Linked DNA regions of Mus musculus: region 2 is linked to region 1. A link is a contact called in public Hi-C data. All regions are on one chromosome and are shown on one strand. The core of a region is the stretch at or near the end of the contact, and the rest is flanking DNA. Distances in the headings are between cores, read along the strand shown.

What was found. A called contact is a pair of places that touch in the nucleus more often than the background predicts.
Region 2: a Hi-C map of adipose-derived mesenchymal stem cells shows a contact between it and region 1, with 2.4 times the contacts expected there. The contact joins the promoter of Galnt13 here to the enhancer-like site in region 1. A contact is called at or near these places in 2 of 484 Hi-C or Micro-C datasets (adipose-derived mesenchymal stem cells and embryonic fibroblasts) and 2 of 9 other capture datasets (adipose tissue and pancreatic islet).

What each region holds. Positions count from the first base shown.
Region 1 is chr2:54,278,354-54,284,226 of GRCm38.p6, forward strand. It overlaps the pseudogene Gm14035. Among named protein-coding and RNA genes, the nearest start is that of Galnt13, 160 kb to the right of the region's middle. Within about 2 kb of position 3,823, at least 20 of the 459 cell types and tissues checked have an H3K27ac peak or open chromatin away from gene starts, as enhancers often do. A contact at or near this core is called in adipose-derived mesenchymal stem cells and embryonic fibroblasts, where this site is marked.
Region 2 is chr2:54,432,643-54,439,023 of GRCm38.p6, forward strand. It overlaps Galnt13 (polypeptide N-acetylgalactosaminyltransferase 13), which reads left to right and starts at 3,745. Exons shown (of 13, transcript NM_173030.2): 1 at 3,745-4,087.

The DNA.
Region 1 (5,873 bases), core at 2,573-5,072:
ACATAAAACTAGAGACACTGAAAATTACAGAGGAGAAAGTGGGGGGAAATGGGCACAGGGGGGAAATTCCTGAGTAGAACAGCAGTGGCTTGTGCTGTAAGATCAAAAATTGACAAATGGGACCTCGTCGTAAAATTGCAAAGCTTCTGCAAAGCAAAAGACACAGTCAATAAGACAAAAAGGCCACCAACAGATTGGGAAAGGATCTTTACCAAATCCTAAACCAGATAGAAGACTAATATCCAATATACATAAAGAACTCAAGAAGATGGACTCCAGAAAATCAAATAACCCCGTTAAAAAATGGGGCTCAGAGCTAAACAAAGAATTCTCACATGAGGAATACAGAATGGCTGAGAAGCACCTGAAAAAATGTTCAATATCCTTAATCATCAGGAAAATGCAAATCAAAACAACCCTTAGATTCAACCTCACACCAGTCAGAATGGCTACGATCAAAAATTCATGTGACAGCAGATGCTGGCAAGGATGTGGATCAAGAGGAACACTCCTCCATTGTTGGTGGGATTGCAAGCTTGTACAACCACTCTGGAAATCAGTCAGGTGGTTCCTCAGAAAATTGGACATAGTACTACCGGAGGATCCAGCAATACTTCTACTGGGCATATATCCAGAAGATATTCCAACTAGTAATAAGAACACCCTGCTCATAGCTGCCTTACTTATAATGGCCAGAAGCTGGAAAGAACCCAGATGTCCCTCAACAGAGGAATGGATACAGAAAATGTGGTACATTTACACAATGGAATACTACTGAGCTTTTAAAAAGAATGAATCTATGAAATTCCTAGGCAAATGGATGGATCTGGAGGATATCATCCTGAGTGAGGTAACCCAATCAAAAAAGAACTCACATGATATATACTCACTGATAAGTGGATATTAGCTCAGAAACTTAGAATACCCAAGATACAATTTGCAAAACACGTGGAACTCAAGAAGAAGGAAGAACAAAATGTGCATACTTCGCCCCTTCTTAGAATTGGGAACAAAATACCCATCGAAAGAGTTACAGAGGCAAAGTTTGGAGCTGAGACAAAAGGATGGACCATCTAGAGACTGCCACACCTGGGGATCGATCCCATAATAAGCCTCCAAACATAGACACCATTGCATATTCCAGCAAGATTTTGCTGAAAGGACCCTGATATAGCTGTCTCTTGTGAGGCTATGCCGGTGCCTGGCAAACACAGAAGTAGATACTCACAGTCAGCTATTGGATGGAACACAGGGCCCCCAATGGAGGAGCTAGAGAAAGTACCCAAGGAGCTAAAGGGATCTGCAATCATATAGGTGGAAAACAATATGAACTAACCAGTACCCCCAGAGCTTGTGTCTCTAGCTGCATATGTAGCAGAAGATGGTCTAGTTGGCCATCATTGGGAAGAGAGGCCCCTTGGTATTGCAAACTTTATATGCCCCAGTACAGGGGAACACCAGGGCCAAGAATTGGGAGTGGGTGGGTAGGGGAGCAGAGTGGGGGGAGGGAATAGGGGACTTTCGGGATAGCATTTGAAATGAAGAAAAAACCTAATAAAAATTGGAAAATGTTATAAAAAAGAGTAGCTGTGCACAAGACATAGAGAGGGACTTGAAAAGATAAAAATACAAATTTAACATGAAAAAAAATCACAAAATAAAATAAAGTATAAATTTTAAGGTCTTTTAACCAAATGCTTTTGTAAAACAGAAAAATAAAAACAAGTTTACCAATTTCTTATTCTAAGAGAGAAGAGCAACAGCATAAAACAACCACATTTAAGTTAAACCAAATTTCAAGTTCAGCATTGTAGCTCCAAAACTTTGGAGCTTAGAGCCTGACAACTGACAAAATTCTCGACTCTAGAAGTCATTGAGAGTTCTACTCTTGTGGCTCTACCACGGGCACCACACACAGCTTGTTTTATATGGTCAGGCCACATTCATTTCATTTCTGCTTATTTTCTTGAAGGATGTCTCACAGACTTGGCAAATCTAATATCCTGGTGTCTCCCCTGCAATGGCATTTTCAATGGCCTTTCCTGCTTTCTTGTGTTTCATACCACAGTTTGTATTCATAACCCCTTCAGACCTGGGTTCTCCATTGCAACTGAGCTGCACCGTCACCACTAGCGTCTCCTATCTCCTGCCAGTGCCTATCTTTAGCTCTTCTTTGTGAACTCTTCATGCCTTCAAAATCAATATAATGTGCTTAGCTCAGCTATCAGTTACATATTCAGCCTTGGGCTCCTCCATGCTATAGTTCCTGTGCACTGACCCTGAGGAAATACTTCCCAGAAGATTTCACATCAATAAAACTTGTTTGTATTTGTTACAGCTGATTTTTTAGCTACAGCTAACAAGCATGGTTTGTCCTACTAAAACAAAGGTTCCGCCCCCCCCCCCCCCCATCTTATCTGAGCTGCCACCAGAGGGTGCAGCCCAATTCGTGGTGGTTCTTTTTCTCATTCAAATAATCTGATCAAGCAAATTCTTCACCAGAGTTTGCAAAGACTTTTGACTTATGTTATTGCACATGCTGTCAAGTCAACAGCAACAATGAACCATCACAAGCCCATGACTTATCAAGCTGGCACTTAGACACATCACCTTATATCATGCTTAACTTCCAAATGAGAAGAAGAAAATGTGCATAAGTCTGTTTAACATAACATAGCTATCTCACATACAATCACAAACAGCACTTATATTTTATAGTACATAGCTCATTCCCTTGAGGAATATTTAGCCTTCTATTATCTCATAAGTTAATTAGGATAACACCAATTTATGTTTTACCAGTGATATCATCTCAGTCAATATAGGAAAGCTCAGATTTTAGTTTAATACTTGTATATGTATGGAGAATCATGTTAATAAAAAAATAGGACAGAAATACTTTTTTCAAATAAATAATTATTTCTACAAGTGGCATTGTATTCTTAGCTGGCACTTATGAATACATTTCTATACTTTCCATTTTGTATTTCCTCCACCTTTACCAACCACTTTAGCAGGTATTGGTTCTTTTACTAGAAGGGTGAGCTATACTTTCATTCCTGAAATGTCTGTGCTCTTTGTTATTCTGCCTCAGTTAAGAGTTGTTTCCTTTTCCCTTTTATCAATCACAAAGGTATGAAAATATCAAGAGATGTTCTAAAGTGGCTCCTGCATTCCAGATATAATCTTCTCTATTGCTTTTCCATGTAGAGAAGCAGTCCAATTTCCTTCTAAGAGTCTAGATCAATTACCCCTCTTAACACTGTTATTCCTTTATAACATATTGACTTAATGACATCAGAAGCCAGAAGTTGCCAGAGGGGAGTCTTAGCTTCCAGGACAATAGATTGTTCTGTACCTTAACCAAAAGACTTTTTTTTTCTGGATTCACATCATATGGGCCAGGAAAACATGTGGTCAGAAAGATAAGAAGCAAAACATTTTATGTTGGACATCTAGGGCTAATAGTAAGTGAAATCATGCCCATATCTATACTTTAAACTCTGGGACTTTGAGCCCTGCATAGATGAAACAGAACCCATGTACAGCATTCTGAGGAAAACTCTTCTTCAGGCCTCCATACCCCTAGGGAATAGTGCCACCTATTTGGTCTGTATCTGTGTCATTAATAAGCCACCCCACTGTTTTCTCAAGCAAGCTCAGAGTAGTGGGAAATGTACTAAAATCAGTTAATTTTATGATCATGGCTTCACTGATGCACTTCTTTGGCTGTGAAGTAAATTCCTTGGTTTGAAATAGTGCTGTATGCAGCTCTGTGATGGTGACTAAAGAATTTTGAAAGCCTGTGGTTGGTTATTTCGACAGAAACATTCCATGGAAGAAAGTCAAGCCTGAAAGCAGAGTAAGTATCCATTCCAGTAAGGGCATCACAATGCTGTTTTTACAATATAAATGGCTGAGTGCATACAACCTACAGCTAGGCTGTTGACTGGTTACCACAGAAGATAGTTCTATTTTGGCAACTGAGTGGGGTTGTCATTTCTGGGCAGTCCCTTCTCTAAGCAGAAGTTGTATCAGGTCAGGCTTGGTGAAAGAAAGTCCATTTTGTAAAGATAGAGTCTCTAAATATGCCAGCATGACCATTTTGTTCTTAGGTCCATTTAGCAACAACAAGAATGGCCTGAGAAAGAGACTGACTACCCATTAAGTCTATGAATGAGGATGGATAGGCAGGGGAATGGGAAAGGGCATTGGTTAGGGGAGGATTAAGGCAAAATAATATAGGAAAATGTCAAGGAAATCTGTTTGCATTTTAAGTAAAATAAAGCAATTAAAATTTACCACAAGAAATTAACTATTGAGGTTGCTTGGAGTTAAGAAACGCTCTGGAATCAAAAGGAGGGACCTTAGATGAAGTGCCCAACAGTGAGGAGAGGGGATTCGTAGAGTCTACCATCAGTAGACAGGGCACCAAGTGGAGCGAAAGGGTTGCCATCCCACAGTTAAAAACTCTGACCCAGAATTGTTCCTGTCTAAAAGTACTGCAGGGAAAAAATGGAGAAGAGACTGAGGGAAAAGAGGTTCAGTGACTGGCCCAAATTGGGATCCATCCCAAGAGAAGGCTTCAAGGTCTGACACTATTACTGACATTATTGGGTGCTTACAGACAGGAGCCTAGCATGGCTGCCCTCTGAGAGGCCCAACAAGCAGCTTACTGAGACACAGGCCAGACCCCTGTGGTTGAATTAGGGAAGTCTTGGAAGAAGCTGAAGAGGAAGGTGACCCCATAGGAAGACCAGCATTCTCAACTATTCAGGACCCCTGAGATCTCTCAGACATTTGGCCTCTAACCAGGGAGCATACATATCTCTGACACATATACAGCAGAGAACTACCTGGTCTGGCCTCAATGGGAGAAGATGTGCCTAATGCTGGAGAGACTTGAGGCCCCAGGGCTTAGGAAGACCTGGCAGGGGATCAAAGTAGGGGCCAGGGGACATCCTCTTGGAGACAGGAGGAGGAATAGGATGAGGAACTGTTGGAGGGTGGACTGGGAGGAGGATAATGACTGGGTTGTAAAAAAATAGAAGTAATAAAAAAATTAAAAGCTTCCTCATTTCCAAAAATAGAGTAACAGAGTAAAGGGTCAATCTATGAGATGGGAGAAAATATTTGCCAGTGATTGATCTGATAGAATAGTAACATCTAGAATAAATAAAGAACCTAAATTATTAAATAAATTATTAAATTATTAAATAATCAGCAGTCCAGTCAATATATTCATAAAGTAACGGAAGCAATACTACTTTTCAAAATAGTGATAAAAATGGCAATTAAATCTATGATAAAATTTTAAACATCGTTTAAAGAAAAATTACATTGAGATCTATTATAGGAGCCCAGTCAGAATATGTATCAAGGAAAAAAAATCAAATTCTGAGAGAAATGTAGAGAAAACTTACTTATATACCTCAGGGAGGTGTCTGTCAATGGAAAAAATAAAGAGTACCATAGCAATAAAGAAGAACGAAACTGAACTGTTTCCATGAAAATGGATAGTGTTGGAAGGTATAAAGTTAAGCACAATGAGCCATACTTATAAAGACTAGTATAGACTGTTGCGACCTGACAGGTCTCAGACTGTAGGAGGCTGCAGCTCTTAGCTTTTAGTAGATCGGGCAGGATGCTCACAGTGCAGGGCCAGATGATTCATGCATAAGCCATGTGGAGAACCAAAGGGAAGCCAACACATGCTACAGTCATTTACCAGCCAAGCCATCTTAGTGTTTGGCCTCACAAACTACTTACTTTCCCAAATAAGCATAAGAAGAAAAAAGACCAAAAGCCATTACAAGAAGATGTAGCTGAAATTCAACATGCTGAAGAATTTCTTATTAAACCAGAATTCAAAG
Region 2 (6,381 bases), core at 2,495-4,994, 150 kb after region 1:
GCAATTTTATAATTAAAAATCATTAGATGTCTGTTTTACAATGGAAAGCTTTGTGTTTCTCTTGATAATGACATTTCTGTTCTCATAGTCATATAATCTTACATTGTTAAAGTGTTACAAACTTTTCCCCATCTCCTTTATTCCTAATTATTTCCCAATATCTCGAAACTTAACTTCAGCAACACAGTTAACTTACCCTTTACTTTCCATTTTAATAAGCTTTGGGTAGTCCCAAAATGTGTTACTATAGACGTGAAACCCACATTATTGGCTTGGGTCTATTTCCCAACTTAGTCACTGTCTTAGTTAGGGTTTCATTGCTGTGAAAAGACACCATGACCACAGCAACTCCTCAATAGGAAAACATTTAATTGGGGGCTGGTTTACAATTTTGGGTGTTTAGTTCATTATCATCATGATGGGACGCATGGCAGCATGCAGGCTGACATGTGGCTGGAGAAGGAGCTGAGAGTTCTCCATTTTCATCCAAAGTCAGCAGAAGGAGAGTGTGTGCCACATTGAGTATAGCTTGAACATAGGAAACTTCAAAACCCACCCCCCACAGTGACACACTTCCTCCAACAAGGCCACACCTCCTAATAGTGCCAATCCCCGTGGGCCAAATATTCAAGCACACGTCTATGGGAGCCATATTTATTCAAATCACCACAGTCACCATGGCTTATAGCTAATTAATTTTATAACACTGATCAGTCCCATTATTTACTTCTGTGATAGCTCCTCTTTCATTTAAGATACGTTTCTATATTTATATTTTAAAAAGCACTCTATGAGTCTTTTATGACTTTCAAACATTATTTAAACTTTGATGTTCAATTTGCTTGTGAGATAAGCAACTGTTTTGCCCTCTACTTTTAGTTAACTGACCTTAAAGGAGTTTTACAAATTGCTACAAAGCATTTGAATTCTTTATGCAGGTTTACCAACAGTGACATGTTCTCAGTTTGTGTCATCATTCATCGTATAGATATTTATGGATCATCTGCAAAAGTATTATAAAATGAATGCCATTTTCTGCTTCCAAATATTTCATTATAAATCAATTTAAAAATAGTTTTAAAAGTTACTTGTAATTGTGTGTATGGGTGTGTCTGTGTGTGCATATTTGGAGGTGGCCTAGAAAGCCAGAGACTTTACATACTCTGGAGCTGCAGTTACAGATAGAAGGTTGTGAGTGCTAGGAATTGACCTCAGGTGCTCTGGAAGAGCAGTGTATTCTTTCAATCGCTGAGCCATCTCTCCAGCCCCTTATTATTCATTTCTTAAGAGCAAGTGCTTTCTCAGCTATAAAATAGTAAACTATCCCATATTAAAATTAATAATGATTAATTGTAAATTATAACAAATAAAACATTTAAGATATAACTGATATTTGTTCATTATTTGCTACTTGTCCCAGATAGATATTTTTACCAGACTATTATTCAGATATAATAGCTCTTTTCAATGAACTTGACAGTGTTCTATTTTATTATTCTTTAGTATTGACTTTTTCTTTAACTTTAAAGTGGCTTTTATCATGATCTCAACTTGCAAAACTTTTGAGTTTGTCTTTGCTTACTCATGAGTGTATTCAGCTAGGCCTTTCAGGCTTGGAACATTAAATAAGTTATGCTAATAAGGCAATTTCCTGCCTTGAGTTATGACCTTTGGCTATCACTTGTCGATTCTAACTTTGATTACTTGGTGAAATGTTATGTTCAGATTCATCCACTACGAGTAATTTTTATCCCCTGCTAATTAAGAACCCGCGTTAGGTGACAAAAATAGACTTAAATGATTCTCCTCATCCTTTGCAATATTGCTTTGCAGTTTCTTCCATCAAGACATAGGCTGCTCAAACAGAGGCATGCCTGGAAGAAGCCTTCCTTGACAAGCCTGAGAACTTGGGGATATTGCAGATGTTTATTGTTTTAGGCCATTAAGACTTCAGATGATGTGTTCTGCAGCAAAAGCTAATAATTTCTAGAAGGCACATCGGGACTCCATAAATACCAGTTACATACATAACTTTTGCCAACAAGATTTATGAATCTTGCCCAAGTTAAGTATTATTACAGAGGTTGTGAAACAGTATTGCTTCTTTTTATAGCAATGACAAATGTAAAGGTGGGGGGCTATATGTCTCTCAAGGACACACATGAGTGGTAAGTTATTGTGCCCGCATTTGAACAGTCATCTTTCATTTGTTGGTCCATGGCATTTCTCAATGTGTCACGGAGGTAAACGGCCTGATGTCAGCATTGGAAGTCACAAGTGAGAATAATAAAGACAAATTCTTGAAACTCCCTGGTGTTATCAGTGTGACCTTGTATCCTATCACATATATTAAATGTTAACCCCGGTTAAATGGTTCATAATTATTGCTAATTTTTATTTTGATACAGGTATCGCTATATTGCCTTGGTCATCGACAGCTGGGTTCAAGTCATACTATTACCCCAGCTTCTCTAACAGCTGGAATTGCAAGTTGATGCTCTATATTTATAGTAGCAGGATATGACAGTGTGGAAGGAACATTTAATGTGATTATACTAATTTAGATCGATAATTAATTCATAAAAAGATGCAAAGCTAAATCTCTAGAAATTGCTACTCCCGAGTATAATCAAGAACATCATTGACACATTACATTATAATTAATAGTTTCATATGTTTGCACAATATAGCTCTTAATATTTTTGAAGTAGCTGTCATATTGTCCCCTATTGCGCCAAATAAGTCACGCCTCATAAGAGTACTGTAAGAAGAACTTGTCTTTTTACAAATAAGATGTAAAAAAATGAACAAAATCAAGGACCAAATGGGCGAATGAGCAACTAAGCAGATTCTTGACCTCAGCACCCCCAGGTTTCCTGAATTACCCCACGCCGCAGTGAGGGAGGGGTATATTCCCACGGAGTCTTCCAGATCCCACTGCCTGAATATTGGAGCTGTGCCTTGTGCGAGACACTCTTCTAAAATGCTACATATATTGTAACCGTGTTTAGAACGGCAGATCTTCTGTTACCTTATACTTACACATTAATTTGGCTATGTACACCTTTGAAGGAGAGATTCAAAGCCCCCCTTTTTTTCCTTACCCCCACCCCGAAGATTACACCAGAGCGCTCTCTCTGAGATAGGGTTCAATTACAGGTCTCGGGGGGGGGGGGGCGGGAGGCATTGAGTCCCAGGATCTTGTTAGGGAATCTAAACCTTAAAGGAGAAGACACCAAAGTCTGTCTATCTCTTCTGCTTCAGAGCCTAAGCCCCAAGTCACTGGCTGCATCTCTCTACCAAAGAACTGACCGGCAGGGTGCGGTTTCTGGAACTTTCCCCGAGGGCAGTCCCCAGGTCCTTGGTTCTCTTCTCCGATACTCGCTAGCGCAGGGGCGAGCACTGGGTATCGCAACTGGGCTTTGTGCCGGGGCAGTGGGGGTGGGGGTCAGGGCTGGCGGCGATGTCCACACACTCTCCGGGCTAGGAGGCGACCCCACAGTTGCTTTTGGGGGCCGTGCCTGCCAAGTATCGCGGGACTTGTGCGCCTCGCAGGAGCCGCGGCTCCGGGAGCAGCTGGAGCGCGCTCGGGTGCGCAGCGCCCCAGCCCGGGGAGGAGCGGGAGCCGGGCGGGAGGAGGACCGGGGTGCTGGTTACGTAAATGATCCTAGCCCAGTGACAGGCCTCCGGGCTGGGGCTGCGGGAGGGGGAGGGCCCGGCAGAGGGGGCGGGGGCCAAGTGACCAGGCGGTGGCGGCTCTGCCGAGGTGACAATGTGCTAGGAGCCCCGCTCCGTGTCTCCTGCGCCTCCTTGGCCTGGGCGCCTCCTGGCAGCGCTCTCGGAGCCTCGCGGCCGCTTGCCGCGCTATGAGGGAGCATCTCCGGGGCTGGCCGAGGCCCGGGCCGCCTCGCTCTGCTCGCCGAGAAGTGTGAAGAGAGGCGCGGGCGGGAGCCGGGGCTGCGCGCGGCGGCGGCTCCAGGTGAGCGCGGCTCTCGGCGCAGCCGGCCACTGGTCGGGCTGGATCCAGGCAGCATCCCGTGCGCGGACCGCCGAGCTCTCTCCGCGGGATCGACAGCCACCGTAGCAGGTCTCAGTCTTTCTTCTCTCTCTTCTCTTCTTGGTGACGGTTTGGGACGGACCCCTTTCGGACCGCAGGAGAGTCCGGCTGGGCGCCGCAAAGTCCCGCCGGTGAGTGGCAGGGCGCAGAAGCCCAGCAGGGTAGGGGCACGGGTGCCGGTGGATCTGGAGAGTCTGTCTCTGGGGACCCGGGAGCTCGGCAGCCCGAGGCTGCAGGCGCGGCGGAAGGATGGAGAGGCGCAGAACTTTCTGCAGCCGCCCGCCCGCCCGCCCGCCCTCCTCTAGGCTTTTCCCGCTACCCTCTGAGCTGGGATGCGCAGGTCCCTATCCACGCCCTGGGGGCGCTCTCCGGTGCCTTAAGTGCCTTAGCGTCCCTTCCTAGGCAACTTTCTGTATCAGCAGCGGGCACCCCTGTGTGCGATGCTGATGCTGCGGGTGCTACTACTCTTGACACCGGGCATGCTCTGGTTCTTGGATATTTTCCTCGACAGCTTGCTCTTTCTGTTAGTGCCCCAGCCGCCCAGAGTCACATTCTCCTCTTGTATGCCTCTGTCACTGACTCAGTTTGTAGGTCTGATTTTCTTTCAGGCTTTTGGTTCCAGTGCATATGCACCATCCTTGCGTCTGTTTCTCTTTCATTCTATTTGCTCCGGTCTTTCTTGAGCTGTCATAGAATCGCTGATGTACTGTTTCTTTCGTTTGTCTCTCGTGCAGTGTTTCTCTCTTTCTGTGTTTAAGCCCCTCGTTGCCTGTCTCTTCCCCTGCTCCCAGTTTGCTAATCCATAGATGCTCTTGTTCTGGGAACTCCCAGATGCACAGACCTCCTTATTTTGCGCCTTTGGGCAGGCGGGAGCGAAGCAGCTTTCCTGCATCTGGGCTGCCTTGGAGCTGAATGAGAGGTTCAGGGGCTGGAACGGAGGGTGTCGCTCCAGCCTTCCCACCCAAGGTCCAAGGGCACGGCGCCATGGGAACCCAGTCCGCGGAGGCTTCTGGACTGACCAGCAAAAGCAGTGTGAGAGAGTGAGAGCCCCTCACCTGCCCTGTGCCTTGGACTGTGGTTAGCTGAATTTCCAGGTGGAGAGTCTTCATTTGCAGCTTTCCAGATAGCTAGGGGAGACTATTCCATGGATGGGCAAATAGAATCTTAGGGATTAAGGCCAGGCAAATGTCAAAAGGTGGATGCTTGCATGAGGTAAATGCATTGCTAATGAGAAAGGAGCTCTGCCTCAACCATTTCACACTCAGCCTTTAGGAGAGCAGTGTCCCCTGGAGATACACCAGCCTCTCTCACCAGAGTAGCTTACAGGTTTATTTGCAGGATTAAGGGTACTTGACCACCCCTATGGCATTTTTTGTGGCCTTGGGGGGGGGGTCCCCAGCTTTTGGCAAAATTTGTTGCTCAAAATTAATCAGCCTCTCTCTCTCTCTCTCTCTCTCTCTCTCTCTCTCTCACGCACGCACACACACACACACGCACACACACGCACACACTGCTTATGTTGTTGTTGTTGTTCATGCCCTCTAGTGTTAAAGAAACCTGCTGGTCTGAGAATTTTGAAAAGTAAGCTCACACTACTGGTCTTCACTTTTGGGCTTCTCTCCTCCAAGGGTCTCGCTTCCTTTGTCATACACATTCTTTCCTTTTCCTCATTGACTTTTGCGACTGCACTCCTAATCTATTCTTTCTTGATCTGCAGTCTTCCTCTGCTGCAGAATTAGATTGGTAATATTGAAACCCTCTCCCTTTGACTTCAGAGATAGATGGATCTGGAGAATGTCCATTGCCCAAGGCAGGTTTTGAAGGTTTAAGAAAGGTGCATTTTTTTTCCACGTTCGTCACAAACCAGGATTTCTCAACTCCTTTTTTTATTCCCTTGATTACCTTCAACTCCATTGAGAATTTGGATGGCTGCTCTTGCATGATTAAACAAAGGCTTTAAATTATTTTCTTTGTTGCCCATCCTATTTCAGGATGTAAGGTACATGTGAATAAGGGGCACTTTGTATCAGACCAGGCTTACAGGAAAAAAAAAAAAAAAAAAAAAAAAGAAGGGGCTGCAGTGTGTTGCCAGTATAGATTAGTTCTGAAACAGAAAGTCATGAGTGGAACCAGTGCTCTCTGACATGTAGGCATTGGAAGTGTGAGGAAGCAAGCATTTAATGAAAACCTGTTGGTTAATGGATTAGAGTGCAGGTCATGTCAAGATTCTAAACAGCTCAACTATGCTAATGAACCTTCTTCCTAGAATCAAATTTACCTCTACCACTCTGCTCCTGTTTCTGTTCGTCTTCTGTAAGGGAGAG